Regions from separate parts of the Mus musculus genome. Here region 2 is linked to region 1. Evidence: chromatin contacts called from public HiChIP or PLAC-seq data. All regions are on one chromosome and are shown on one strand. The core of a region is the stretch at or near the end of the contact, and the rest is flanking DNA. Distances in the headings are between cores, read along the strand shown. Region 1 holds the start of Tmeff1 (transmembrane protein with EGF-like and two follistatin-like domains 1). Region 2 overlaps Tmeff1 (transmembrane protein with EGF-like and two follistatin-like domains 1).

Region 1 (6,708 bases), core at 1,892-4,391:
GCCTTAGCTGGTGGGATGTTATTAGATGTGGACAAGCAGCAGGAGGAAGCTGCCTGCATAAACTTCAACACTGACAAATTCTCCCAGAAGCCTCTGCTCTGGCAACCAGAGTGCCAGCATTAATTCTGGTGGAGTGACCCAGTGTTCAGCCTGTGCACAGGAACTGCTGGATCTTCCGTTGAAGCAGAGCCATTCAGCCAGGGCTACCCTAGATCAGCCAATCCTAGCACAGACCCCATAAGGCCTATGAAGAAAGACTGTCTCATGGTGCCCATTTTTTTTTTTTTTTTTTTTTTGGTTTTTCGAGACAGGGTTTCTCTGTATAGCCCTGGCTGTCCTGGAACTCACTTTGTAGACCAGGCTGGCCTCAAACTCAGAAATCTGCCTGCCTCTGCCTCCTGAGTGCTGGGATTAAAGGCATACGCCACCACGCCCGGCTGGTGCCCACATTTTATGGTTGTTTGTTAAGGAGCAATAGTTGATTGATCAAGGTTAGGTCATGGGGTTCCTCACCTTGGCAGTGCATCTGAATTATTTAGAGAACTTTAAAAGAAATAGATACTAAAACTTCCTCTAGACTGTCTGGAGCAGTTTTCAGAAATCTACATTCCTTTTAAACTCTCTGGGTGGATTTTACATAGGAGTTCCACATCCTTTAGTTATCTGTTATTTGGCAATCACAAATACTAAGAAGTATGATAGGGCTTCTATGTAACCTCTAAAATATTTTTTCTTCTTTGACCAAACAATAAAATGAGAACTCCTTTCTGACACAGTAGTACTAAAGTCAGAGAGATCCTTTCTCCCTGGAGTAAAGTCCCCTCGCAGAATCTTTTCCAATGTGAAAAATGTGGAGAACTCCATTTTGACTTTTTCCTTAGCTGATCTGGAAAAGGATCCAGATGCGAATTGTGATTCAAGACCTAGGGTTATTTGCTTTCAATTTAAACTAAGGTTGTGTCCTCTTAGTATTTTTGCCTGGGCTAGGATTAGCAGGCAAATGGAAATATTTGCATAAGGCAGCATCCTGGGGCTGGGAGCGTGAAGACACTGTTCATGGAGGAGACATCTGTGACATTAAGCTTTAACAGAGAGGCTGCTGGGAGCTGGGCCACAGGAGGAGGCCTCTGCTGTGGCTGAGCAGGCAGGGGCTGGGATCACTCTTGGTTCAGTGCATCAGGAAGTGTGCTAGGCTAACAGCTCAGAGGCTGGAGGCAAACTATAGACGGTGTTGGAGATGCAGATCTATTTAGATAAAAAGCATGGCAGATGTGCAACTTAACAGCAAATAGTTTTTAAAATTATGATGACAAAACCTTTTCATTGAAAAAAAACTCAACAGAAAAATATGAGCGGCAAGTACCTATCACCCACAATCCTCTTTTCCAGAGTCAGTGGTAATGTAATGGGGTAAAGCAGTCTTGCTCTTTCTTTGGGTTGGTACATATGTATAGTTTAGAAAAGAAAGGTTTTCTTTTCTTTAAAGAGCATTTATTTATTGATGTGTGCCTATATGGGTTTATGTGCTTCAGACTGCCGGGAACTGGAGTCACAGGCAGTTGGGCATCACCTGATGTGGCCGCTGAGAACCAAACCTAGGAAGGACTCCATCACTGAACCATCTCTCCAGTCTCCAGTATCCCTGTTTCTATACCATTCATCATTAACCTAATCATTATCAAAATCTATACACAAAGATGACCACCGGGGTCATATTTTACTGTTACACAAAAGCTGTCATGAAAATCTTCCTTTATTCATTGTTGTGTCTTGTTCAACCATCTCTAAAGCAAAAATTCCAATATTGGTATTGTTAGGAAAACAAATTTAGTTTTTTTCTTCATATTTAGGTTGCCGCGCCCTCCAAAATGTATGCATGAATAGTGCTAAGTTTGTCAGTCTTTCTAACTTTTTAATAATCATCCAGAGGGGTAACTTTTTGGTTTAAATATCTTTCCCTTTGTTGCTAGTGGCTTTAAATTTTTTTTGAAAATAAGTTTATTTGTAATGTATATGGGTGTTTTGTTTGATGCATATCTATACCACATGCCTACACTGCCCTTTGAGGCCAGAAGAGAGTTCTTGGTACAGTGTTTACAGATGGTTGTGATGCTGTGGGAATCCAAGCTGGGGCCTCTGCAAAAGCAGCCTGGGCTCTCAGCTGCCGGCTATCTCTTGCTGGTCTCCAAAGCTTTCTCCCTTGCCTGGACTTCTCAAAGCCTCCTTGTCTTTACTTCTATGTTCAGTGTTTGTTTTGTATTTAGATTGTAGCTTTCTTCAAGTGTCCTTTTTGCAATTTTCTTAATTTTACAATGAAATTCTAGAATTCCTTCTGAAGTGGGCAACAATAACAGACTTCGAACAAAGCGGAAAATTTCCAAAAATTTGGCCTATGGTCTTATTGCCTGTGTAAAGTTATCATCTAGCAAGGTGAGGGCTGCAGAGGACTGTACTGGGCTCCAGACAGCTGGAAGACTCTTGGTCCCAACTTCCTGATTTGGGGAAGGCAGAAAACCAGTATGGGAACTCCTTTGTAGGGCTGTGAAATAGAACTGGAGAGGATACAGGCTAAGAGCTTCCTCTAGGCCTTGGATATAGCAAATCCGCTCTAAATCTTTGCTATTATGCGCGGAAAGGGCAACGCACTTTAAAGATTCAGCCGAGAGATGTAGTTATCCAGGAACCCGGTGGGGCGAGTCTTGGGGATTAAGCCTTTTCCCCGGAGAAGTGCACAGCGGGAGTGAGCACTAGGTACCAATCCCGATCCTGCCCATTTCTTGGGATGTGACTGACCTTGGACAAGTCACCTTTTGCCTTTAACTCCACCTGGAAAACACACGAAAGACCACCCGAGCTCGTGCAGGGTTAGAAGGCGCGTGGGAAAGGCTCACAAAGGGCTTCTGAGACACCGTCCCGAAGCTCTCTCCAGTATCCTCGGCGCCGTCCGGCCAGCCGGAGGGATCGGCGACCCCGGCCCGCGCCCCCGCCCGCCTCAGGAACAATGGCTCCCCGGGAGGGGCGGAGCTCGGCGCCGGGGGTGTGCGCGGGGCGGGGTCGCCGCTCCCTCCCCGCCCGCGGCTCCGTCACGCGCCCCTCACCGGGCGGGCCGGGGTCTTTGTGACGCGGCGGCGACAGCCGCGCGGACACAAAGGGAAGGCGAGCCTGCGAGCTAGAAGCTGCGTCCGTCCCCGCCCCGCGCCCCCCGCGCGCGCCCCAGCTCCGTGTTCCCCACGCGGCGCGCTCCCTGCCCTCGCGCGCCCGCGCCCCTCGCCCGCGCCGGGGTCTCCCAACGAGGCTGTCCCGAGCGCGGAGGGCCGGGGCCTGGCGGGGATGCTGCGGGGCTGCCCCGGGCGGCTGCACGGCTGCTAGGAGGCGGCGCGGGGCCGGTGTGCCCGGCCTGCCGCTCCCTGAGCTCCCCGCCGTGCGGCCGCGACAGCATGGGCGCCCAGGCGCCGCTCCGGCTGCCGGCCGCGCCCCCGCTCGCCGTCTGCGGCTACACGTCGGTGCTTCTGCTCTTCGCCTTCTGCCTGCCCGGGAGCCGCGCGTCCAACCAGCCCGCGGGCGGCGGCGGGGACTGTCCGGGAGGCAGAGGCAAGAGCAACTGCTCAGGTAGGAGCCGCCGGCGCCCGCCTCTGGGGCTCCTCCCTTCCGCCGTTCTGGGCCGCGGGAGGACCCGGTGTGGACCAGGGTGCTGAGGAGTCCCGGGGGCCGGGCGGAGGGCAGGACGAGAGTTCGCGGTGCGGGCTTTGGGGACCTGGGTTGGGGATGGGGAGTGGTCGTTTGTGGGTCCGTAGGTGTCGAGTGGCCGGGACTAGGGCGGCCCTGCGGCGTGGTGAGCTGGTGAGGTTCCGCGAGACGGAGCAGTGATCCTGGGTTTGCTCGTGGAAGCGCGTGTAAAGTGTTGTGAAGCCCCAAGGGAGGGAGGACGGCTAGGCTTCAAGGGGAGTGTGTGCGTGTGTGTGTGTTTGTGTGTGAGTGTGATGGTGAGGAACTGGCGGACTGAGGATAAGGGCCTGAGAACTGACCATGTGTTGGTGGGGAGGTTCTTAAGAGTTCCTGGGTTTTAAGAGGGGTAATGCCGGTAAAAAGAAGGAGTGGTTATGTTTGTCCTTTGGGTTCAGGGGTGCAGTGGGGACCAAATCTGTCCACGGTTCTGTGCATCAGGGCAGCAGGGAGTCCCAGGAGGGCCCAGGAAGTGTTTTGTTGGTTGTGTCTGGACAAAGCCTGAGGCTCAGGTAACCACGCTGGAGTACGTATATAGGGTGAAGAGATGAGAGCCCAGTAGTGAACCCAGTTTGACAGAGGGAGGGAGCTAGGGAGTCATCTTGTGTGGGATTTGGGTATGAAAGGTAATTAGGTCTCAGAGAGTGCCCCTGTGTAGCTAGAGTAACCCCGGGTTAATTAAAGTGGTGTAGAAAGAGAGGCAATGGTGGTGTGTGTGTTTTGCAGGAGGACCTGGAAGATTGGCAGCCAGGGGAGCCAGGGAGTAAGTGACCTCTCCCCTCTCTCCAAGGCCGCCTGCCCTCCCACAGCTGTTGGAAACAAAGAGCGTGCTGGGGTTTTAATGGATGACACAGGGGAGGAGGGGGCCGGCCAGTAAAGTTCCCCCGTCCTTTTGGAAAGAGTCCCAGGGGAGCCAGGGGATTCAGGCCCTCGGGCGAGCAGAGGCTTCCGGGTTCTCTTGGGGGAGGGTAGGTCTGCTTGCAGCTGGCCCAGCAGACCTAGTGGTCATAAGCCAGCCCTTGCTCACTTGGGCTTTTATCACTTCTCAGACCAGCACTTGTCCTTTTAACTAGGGTTGAAGCGGGGAGGAGGGGTGCACCTGAGAGTCGATAGAGTCAGCTAGTGGGGGCCTGACAGACAGCCTGGGAGTTCGTGAAGGGGCTATGTTTATAGGACAGTGATTTAGGCGAAAGAGGCTTTATGCTGGCCTTTTTTTTTTTTTTTTTTTTTTTTTTTTTTGTGGTGGGGGACACCTTTTTTAGTAATTTTCATATGGTATGTTTTATGAGAGGTTTTGAGAACTAATAAAAATGGCATGCCCATTAAAAGCCTTTCCACCCATAAACTCTCTTCTATTTTTCTAATCGTAATTGGGATGGGATGACGCTTTAGTAAGCCGTCACTCTTTAAGAAGATAAGCTCTTTGTAAATCAGAGTGATTTGGGTTTTTTTTGGGGTACCAAATGATGGTTACCTTTTTTAGGTGACCACGCTGTCAAAATATCTTACTGGGTGATGTGTTACGGTTATTTGTGTGTGTGTGTATTTGTGTGTGTGTGTACCCTCTCTGCTTCTGTCCTAGTGCGTGGGGCAAGTGTTCAGAAAGGACTGGGCACTCACACGGTGTGGAAAGAAGGGGGCTCATCTGGAGGCCATAGCCCTTGCTGCAGAGCTGAAATTTGGGTGCAAGTCAGTAATTTTTTCACTAGTTTCTTCAATTAAAACAGATTTAGATTTAATATCTCATCCTTCCTTTAGAAATATTTGTCACCAATAATGAATGTAAATAAGTTATATTGTTCAATGTTTTCAAGGACTAAGGTATACTTTAACTATATTTTATTTTTATGTGTTTTACCTGTACACACACATATAATATTATATATATTATACATATAATAGATATATCTCACATGCATGCAGTGCCTACAGAGGCCAGAAGAGGGCAGGAGAAGAAAATGCCTCAGAACTGGACTGTCTATCATGTGGGTGCTGGGAACTGAACTCAGGTCCTCTGTGAGAGCAGCAAGTGTTCTTAATGGCTGAGACATCATTCCAGGGCATAATGACATCATTCCAGGGCATAACGACAGATTTTTGTTAGAACTCTCTGGGACAAAGAAGGCGAATGCACATTTTGGCTGATGAGTTTGAGAACTGTAGTAATCCAGTTTGTGCACACGATGCGTTTGTGTTAAATGCAGCTTGAGATGGCAAGTCCAAGGTTCCCTTGTAAAGTTATCTAAAGGGAGTATTGAGCTTTAAAATCTAAGCCCTGTCCTTGACTCCCTTTTGTTATCCTTCAGTTTGATATTTTAGACTTCTGGGATCTTTAATGGAGTCTGATTCTGTCAGGCTGTGTGTGCTGAGTTACTTAGAGTTTTGTGACATTTGTAAATAAGATGAGCTTATGGGCCTTATCAATAGAAATTATTTAGATTATAGAAGGGTTGGGTCCTTCAGTGTTTTATTGGAAGTTTGTGGATGCGTCAGTTAATCAGACATTCAAGAGGTGCATTCTTTTCAGTTGAGTTTAGTAGGTTTTCAAGCTTTTGGAGTTCGATATTTTCCATCTTTTTCACCAGACTACCCTTAAAAGATGTGGTCAGAGCATCTAGTTAGGCCACATCTCCAGTCTAGTGGAAAAGAAGATGCGGTTTAGAGCATGCCTTTATAAGGAATCTAAGTGTGCACACACACTCAGTCCTTCTCTCTTGTTCTCTCTCTTTCTCTACACACACACACACACACACACACACACTCGAGTGCTAGTGTGCACAGATTTATCTGTTTTCAAAAACTTGAGCCGCTAGGTTGCACGTTAACCTATAGATGATCTTCTGGATCTGCATGTGCCCTCTGGTGTTTTTTTTTTTTTTTTTTTTTTTTTTCTAAACATGAGGGTGTGTTCTTTAATTTCTGGTCTCTTGGCTCCTCGTCAAGACAGTGTAAATATTTAGCAGTAGTTTCTAAGTATGATCTGAA
Region 2 (6,708 bases), core at 2,686-5,185, 38 kb after region 1:
GGACAGTTTTATAATAGTGTTCATTCTTGTGCGCGCCGGACTGACCAGCAGTAACAACGCTGCAACAGGATCCTTCTGCACACGTTTATTGGAAGAGCTTGATTGCAGAGGCGAAGAGACCCCGAGCCCAGAACTGGTGCTGCTTATATAGGCCTAGGAGAGGCGTGTCTCATACCCGGATTGGTTATGCACTAAGCCTCATTTGCATGTTCCTCATCTGATTGGCTACTCTCTCTCTCTCTGTACCTCACAGAGCCTCATTATCATACCTCATTTGCATGTCTCACATCTGATTGGTTATACTCTCAAAGCCTCATTATCATGCCCGGGCCAGGCAGTGTCTTTGCAAAATCTTTACTGCATATGTACACATTGGTTGTTTGTCCAAACTTATGCGTGGTGGCCAGCAGTAGTCAGTGCCACTCTGCAATGGCACATGTGGCTTCCCACAATTCATAGGCTGCATATCTGCCCATGATTGATTGGCTCAGTGTATTTGTCGGTTTTTATTCCTTTCACAATACCTCTATTCAGCCCTATTTTGTATGTTTCTTGGCTGTCACTGTTTATGTAGAAACCAGTTCTAAGCATAGAGAGTGGGCACCGATGGGGGAGGGCTTACCTCTGGGCAGAGGAGAACATGGACTGCACTGAATAGCCAAGGCCAGGCAAGGATTGATGATGAGACAGTAAGGAAACATTGAACAACAGTAGAAGGCTAACATGATAAGGTCTAGAATTGTATAGGGGCCAAACATCTGGGCACATCTGTGAAGGAGTTTCTAGACTGAGTTAACTGAGGTGAGATGCCATACCCTAAGGTGGAGACACCTTTCTATTGCCTGGATAAATAGAGTAAACCTGAACACCAGCAGTCCTCTCTCCCCACTTCCTGACACAGGATGCCATGTGACCAGCCAGCTGCCTCAAGTTACCACTGCTATGACTTTCCCACCATTAACCGTGACGCAAGCCCTCTTATTAGTTGCTTAGTTACTGTTTGATTGCTGTGAAGAGACCCCGTGATGAAGGCAATGTAAAGACTAGAGCATTCAGTTGGGGTTTTGCTTTAGTTTCAGAGGGTTGCTCCACGACCATCATGGCGGGGAGGGTGGCATCAGGCAGTCAGGCATGGCACTGGAGCAGTCGTTGAAGCTTACATCCTGGTCCTCAGGCAGGAGGCAGATGCTGGTGTGGGGGAGGTTGCTATAGGAGAGAGGGAAAGGGAGAGAGACTGGGCCTGGTGGACCCCCAGTGACACCCCCTCTCTGCCTCCTAGCCCAATACCTCCTAATCCTTCCTAAACAATTCAACAACTGGAAACCAAACATTCAAATATATGAGCCATTTTAATTCAAACCACCATAGCTTCCTGGTCTACATTGCTTTTCTCTGGCATTTCGCGATAGCCAGGAAAGTAGCAAAGGAATACCATAGTGGTCCACAAATTGACTTCATAATCCACTGCTTATGTGACTTGTGGTTTGAAAGATAATGCTCTCAAACATAACTATCATAGCTATAGATCTCACATAGTTTTAGATATGGGTAGCCATTAAAATGTTTTATCTTTCTCATTTCGTAATATCTTTGCTGTCAGAAGAAATGCTGCATAATCTGTCTAGTGTCTTACACTTAAGGTTCCTTCTACTGTTAATCGATACATTGAAGGAAATTCAGGACGTTGAAAGAAGGAGTAATGGTACCATGGAAATTAATTTTTTTAAGAGAAAGGGCTATATTTTTCTAACTTCAGCTGTTTAATAAAAATTTAATTAATTATACTGTATAAATTCCTCTGTCCTTTCATAGCTCCTTCCTTTAAAATTTTGTTTTTTTTTTTGTACACGTGTGTGTGTGTGTGTGTGTGTTTGTGTGTGTACACAGGCACCTTCTGAGGCCATAAGAGGGTATTGGATCCCCTAGAGCTGCAGGCTGCAAGTACAGAGAGTTGTGAGCTGCCTAATGTAGGTGCTGAGAATTAGACTCTGGTCCTCCTGACAGAGTGGCAAGCACTCTTAACCACAGAGATCTTTGTTCCAGCCATGTCCCTTCCCCTTTTAAAGTCTGTTTGCATGTCAGATGAGTGCATGCCATGACCCACGTGGAGGTCAGAGAGAGGATAGCTTTGGGTGTTAGTCCTCACTGTCCACCTTGCTTGAGACAGAGGTTTCTCTGTTTTTCTTTGTTTGTTTTTCTGCTACTGTATGTGCTGGCTGCCTGGTCTCGCAGTCTCCTGACGTTGCTGCTCATCTCCTCATGGAGCACGGGGATTACAGACCTGGTCTACCATGCTTTGCTTTCTGAGGGTTCTGGGGATTTGAACTCAGGTCCTCACACTTGCTTGGTAAGCACTGTACTCACTGAGCCCCACACCCCCAGCCTCCTTTCTCCTCTTTTAAGACAAGGTCTTACCAATTTAGCTGAACCTAGCTTTGAACCTCCTACCCTCCAGCTTCAGCCTCTCGGGTGCTAGGATTATTGGCATGTGACATCATTGTCTGACTTGCCTTGCTTTCTTGGGGAGAGTATGTACATTTCAGCATATTCTTGAAGTTTCTTACCTAATTTTTCCACTGGCTTTCCTGGCCGTTGTCAGGAGGGCAGAGAAGTGCAGTGCTGATTTTCCATGGGAGTATGAGCTCAGAAGCCTGGAGAGGCTTGCTGTTTGTAGGCCTTTGACAAAGACTTTATTTATCCTTTGTGCTGTGTGAGGGTTCTGGTGTGGCGTTTTTCTCTGTTAGACTTGACTTCCCACTCTGCCTTGTACTTTGGGCTTTTGTGTTTGTTTGTAAAATGAGTTTTCTGGGATAGGAAGATAGCTCAGTTGGTGAGGTACTTGATGTCCTCCTGTGTGGACCTGGGTTTGATCCCAACCCTTAGGTGAAAATCTGGGTGGGATGGTGCAAGTGTATAACCCTAGCCCTGGAGAGGGAGAGACACACAGGTTCCTGGCCCAGCTGGTTAGCCATCAAAGACTAATAGCTCAGTTGGTAGAGTACTTGCCCTAAACCCAGGGTTCAATTTCCTGCACTTTATAAACAGACCTTGGTGTGATGTGTCTGTAATCCCAGCACTCAAGAAATGGAGTCCTGAAGTTCAGGGTCGTTCTCTGGTACACCGTGAATATGAGGCCAGCTTGGGTAAGATGAGACTGTCTTAGAAAACAGTCAGCCACCCACCCACCCAACCCCAAAAGCAAAACAAAGCGTTCTTCCCTCTTGTCAGGTTGCTAGCTGCTGTTTATGGGTGTTGCCATGTGTGCCTTGTCAGTGACCTTGACTGAGCTTTGCCTTTCTGCCTCCTCAAACACAAAACAAGAGAGTCTCTGGACAGTGTCTAGTTTAGGAATAACTGAAATGTCAAACGAGCCTATACTTTTCCTACTCAGAAATGACTGCGGTCTCTGTTGCTTACTTTCTTTCCCGCCTGCTTGCTGGCTTCTTTTTAGTCATTCACAATCTAAATCACTGGGGCAAGAGATGGCTCAGCCTCAGCAATTAGGAACAGTTACTGCGCTTGCTCTGGACCCAGGTTCAGTTCCCAGCGCCCAGGTTGGGTGGGTTCACACTACCTGTAGCCCTAGCTTAAGGAGATGGGACTCCTAGCGCTTTGGTGGGTGGCATCTGCACTGGTATGCACATACCCACATACAGGCACACACGTAAGCACGCACAACTTAGAAATCAAATGACTTCTGAGCTACTCTCCCCTCTTCCCGAGGCAGACTGTGCTTTTCCTGGGGCGCCCGAGCTTTGCATGGGGTTTGGTGGCTGCGTTCTCATTACTTACCTTGTGGGTTTATATCTGGAGGTTTGTAGCTGAGGTTCCCAAACCAGCAGCTCCCTTCCTTGTGAGTGAGGTTCCAGTGTGAGGGCTGTGAAGGACGGGGACTTCTTTGGATGGCTTCTTCAGCCTTGAGCCGCGTGATCAGCACGCCCTTTACACTGAGGCACATTTCTGAACTCTGCATTCCTGGAGTTACCCTTCCGCCCATCTCCCTTTTCTCAAGGGCATTTCTAATTTGTCCAAGGCTTCAGTTCTTGCTACAAGTCAGCTAGTGGCCATTTTTCTGAGCAGTGTGGCTACTAATGAGAGGATCCTTCTCTCTGGTGCCTTTGTGCACCCGACCCCAGGCCCTGCCTAGGAACAGTCTGAGGTACAGCCTCCAGGCATGGCGCCAATACAGGTGAGATACAAAAGCCTCCAAATGGTTCTCTTTGAGCTTTGTGTGCTGTGCTTTATGGAAGTTGTCTCTGCTCTTCTGTGTGTTTGATGCAGTCTGCTCTTTGGGGCTGCTTTTCCTTTTTACCTCTGCATGATATAAATAACTGAGAGCTGCTAAGAGAACTGTACAGGTGTGGCAGGCAGACAGCATTGAGAGCAGGCTAACTCGCCTGGAGGACATCTTGGTCTGCCTGCTGCTGGTTGTCTGATGATTCCCTTCTAAGCCAGAGAAATCTTTGCTTTTCTTTCTGAAAGCTTTATGTGTTTCTCATATTTTTTCTTTCTGCTTTGTTTCCACACAGAGATGCCACTGATGGCTGCTATTTGGCATTGCCTGGTTGTGGACATTCAGAATAATAGACTTAAAAAATAATTGAGGGGATTCACAAGGCCCCACAGCTATCTGAGGAGCTATTGGCCATTAATGGCTACTGAGGGACAGGTAGAGGGCATGTATTTTCTTCAGGGTGTAGCTTTTGGTAAGTTGCCCATGATCCAGTAATAACCCCACACCCCTGCTCATGCAAGCAGCCCTAATTGCCTTGCTGGGGTCTCTGAGAAGAAGACAAGGGGCTGGAGAGATGCTCAGCTGTTAAAGGCTAGGCTCACATCCAAAACCACAAGAAACAGTGGGAGGGGGACGTCCTTAAAGAAGGGCTCCAGAGGGAATGAGAGGGTGAGGAAGAGAGGTAAGGGCACGAATAGGATCAAAATTCATTGTATACATGTATGACATTGTCTGTCAGATAATAAAAATAAAAATCAATTAGTTTAATGAATTTCTACAGTGGTCCTTTAGACTATTATAGAAACATAATTTTAAGTTTTCTCTCTCCTGGTAATAGAAAATAAATACTATTCAATGGTATTTATTTTATGTGAAGTGTAATCTGGATGTTAGCAAAAACAGGTTCTTTTCTAGAAATAACTTCTGAGGGTTTCCCTCGATAGATTTGTCTTTAAGGTACAGATCTTCATCTCTCCACAACCTCTAGTCTTCTGAATGTCCTTATAGTGTCTTTTCTTGCCTTGCACTCCCTCCCCCGTGCTCCCTTTGTCTGGAGTTCCATACCTGTTTATCTATTTTAACCCATTCCTTCTAGATGGAAATGGAGTGTGAATTAGGTAGAAGGTCACCACCTCTTCTTGGAAGCATTTTCCATGGTCTCTATGAGTTCTTTTTTGGTCTTGAAGAACAACATCTGTGTGACACTATGTTTTGTATATCATGCGGCCACTGGCAGGTTGTAAGGTCCCTAGGACTAGGCACTTTGCTGTGATAAGACATCATGATCAAGGCAACTTATAAAAGCATTCATTTGGGACTTACCGTTTTAGTGGTTTAGTCCATGGCCATTGTGGAAGGTGGCATGGTGGGAGGCAGGCATGGTGCTAGAGCAGGAGCTGAGAGATCACCACATCTTGAGACACAATCACGAGGCAGAGAGAGAAGGAGGGAGGGGAGGGGAGGGGACGGGAGAGGGAGGGGGAGAGAGAGAGAGAGAGAGAGAGAGAGAGAGAGAGAGAGAGAGAAGTAAGAAAAAGGAGTAGGAAGAGGAAGAGAAGGAGGTAGAGGAGGAGGAGGAGAAGGGAGGGAGGGAGGGAGCATGGGAACGAATTGGGAATGAGGAATGGTGTGGGGCTTTTGAAAGCCTGACCACAGTGGTGCATCTCCAACAAGACCACACCTCCTAATTCTTCCCAAACAGTTCCACCAAATGGGGACAAAACATTCAAAAGTAGGCGCCTTCGGTGGCCATTCTCATTCAAACCACCGCAAGTTGGGGGGCTTCCTGTGGTCCTTCATTGTTAGGTTAATAGCAGTCTGAGGTTTGGATCTGTTATTCACTTAGAGCTACTTGTGAGGATTTAATGTATTGAACTTGTGACAGGCTTGATTAGTCGTTTGTTAAATCTAAATAAACGCACCAGCTTTAGTTTAAGTCAGTGTTTTCCTAACTGCTAAGTAAACTGTTGAGATGAAATGGCACTTTCCGTGCAGTTAGAGGAATGAACGACAAAGGTTAGCTTTGTTTGAATGATAGTCCAATGATGCCTTTCAAGCATGCACACCATTTGAAACATTTCAAAGGGTTCCCTCCGTCCAGACCTTATTTTGATTCTGTCAGCAGTGTTAGGACGTATTGTTCCAATTTTAAAGACTGGAAGCTGCAATTTACCAAAATCATAGCCCTAAATCATAGGAGTCATTTTATTTAGTCATTTATTTACTTACGTATGCATGCATTTATGCCTTTGAAACTCACAGTGTGAGGAACTGAAAAGCACAGAGAGGCTTTGCAGGGGAAGGTCTCTTCCTCACCCATGTTCCCAGTCACTCAGTTGCCTTCAATCATCACGATTCGTTTTGTTTACTCTTCCGGGGGTGTTCCGTACATGTCCAAGCAGATACACAGACACATTCATTTTCTTTTATAAAGGCATCGCAGCACAGGCTGCGTGTTACTTAACGTTTTTATT

The links. HiChIP or PLAC-seq counts read pairs in DNA pulled down with a chosen protein or histone mark.
Region 2: an H3K27ac HiChIP or PLAC-seq map of embryonic stem cells shows a contact between it and region 1, with 8 read pairs. The contact joins the enhancer-like site here to the promoter of Tmeff1 in region 1. A contact is called at or near these places in 3 of 39 promoter capture datasets (embryonic stem cells and second pharyngeal arch cranial neural crest), 9 of 484 Hi-C or Micro-C datasets (Sertoli cells, cerebral cortex, embryonic stem cells and 1 more), 5 of 115 datasets of contacts at active chromatin or transcription factors (embryonic fibroblasts and embryonic stem cells) and 2 of 9 other capture datasets (embryonic stem cells and pancreatic islet).

What each region holds. Positions count from the first base shown.
Region 1 is chr4:48,582,033-48,588,740 of GRCm38.p6, forward strand. It overlaps Tmeff1 (transmembrane protein with EGF-like and two follistatin-like domains 1), which reads left to right and starts at 3,142. Exons shown (of 10, transcript NM_001356272.1): 1 at 3,142-3,609. The coding sequence starts at 3,438.
Region 2 is chr4:48,619,181-48,625,888 of GRCm38.p6, forward strand. The region is part of intron 5 of Tmeff1 (transmembrane protein with EGF-like and two follistatin-like domains 1); the gene reads left to right. Among named protein-coding and RNA genes, the nearest start is that of Tmeff1, 37 kb to the left of the region's middle. Within about 2 kb of position 3,936, at least 18 of the 459 cell types and tissues checked have an H3K27ac peak or open chromatin away from gene starts, as enhancers often do. A contact at or near this core is called in Sertoli cells and embryonic stem cells, where this site is marked.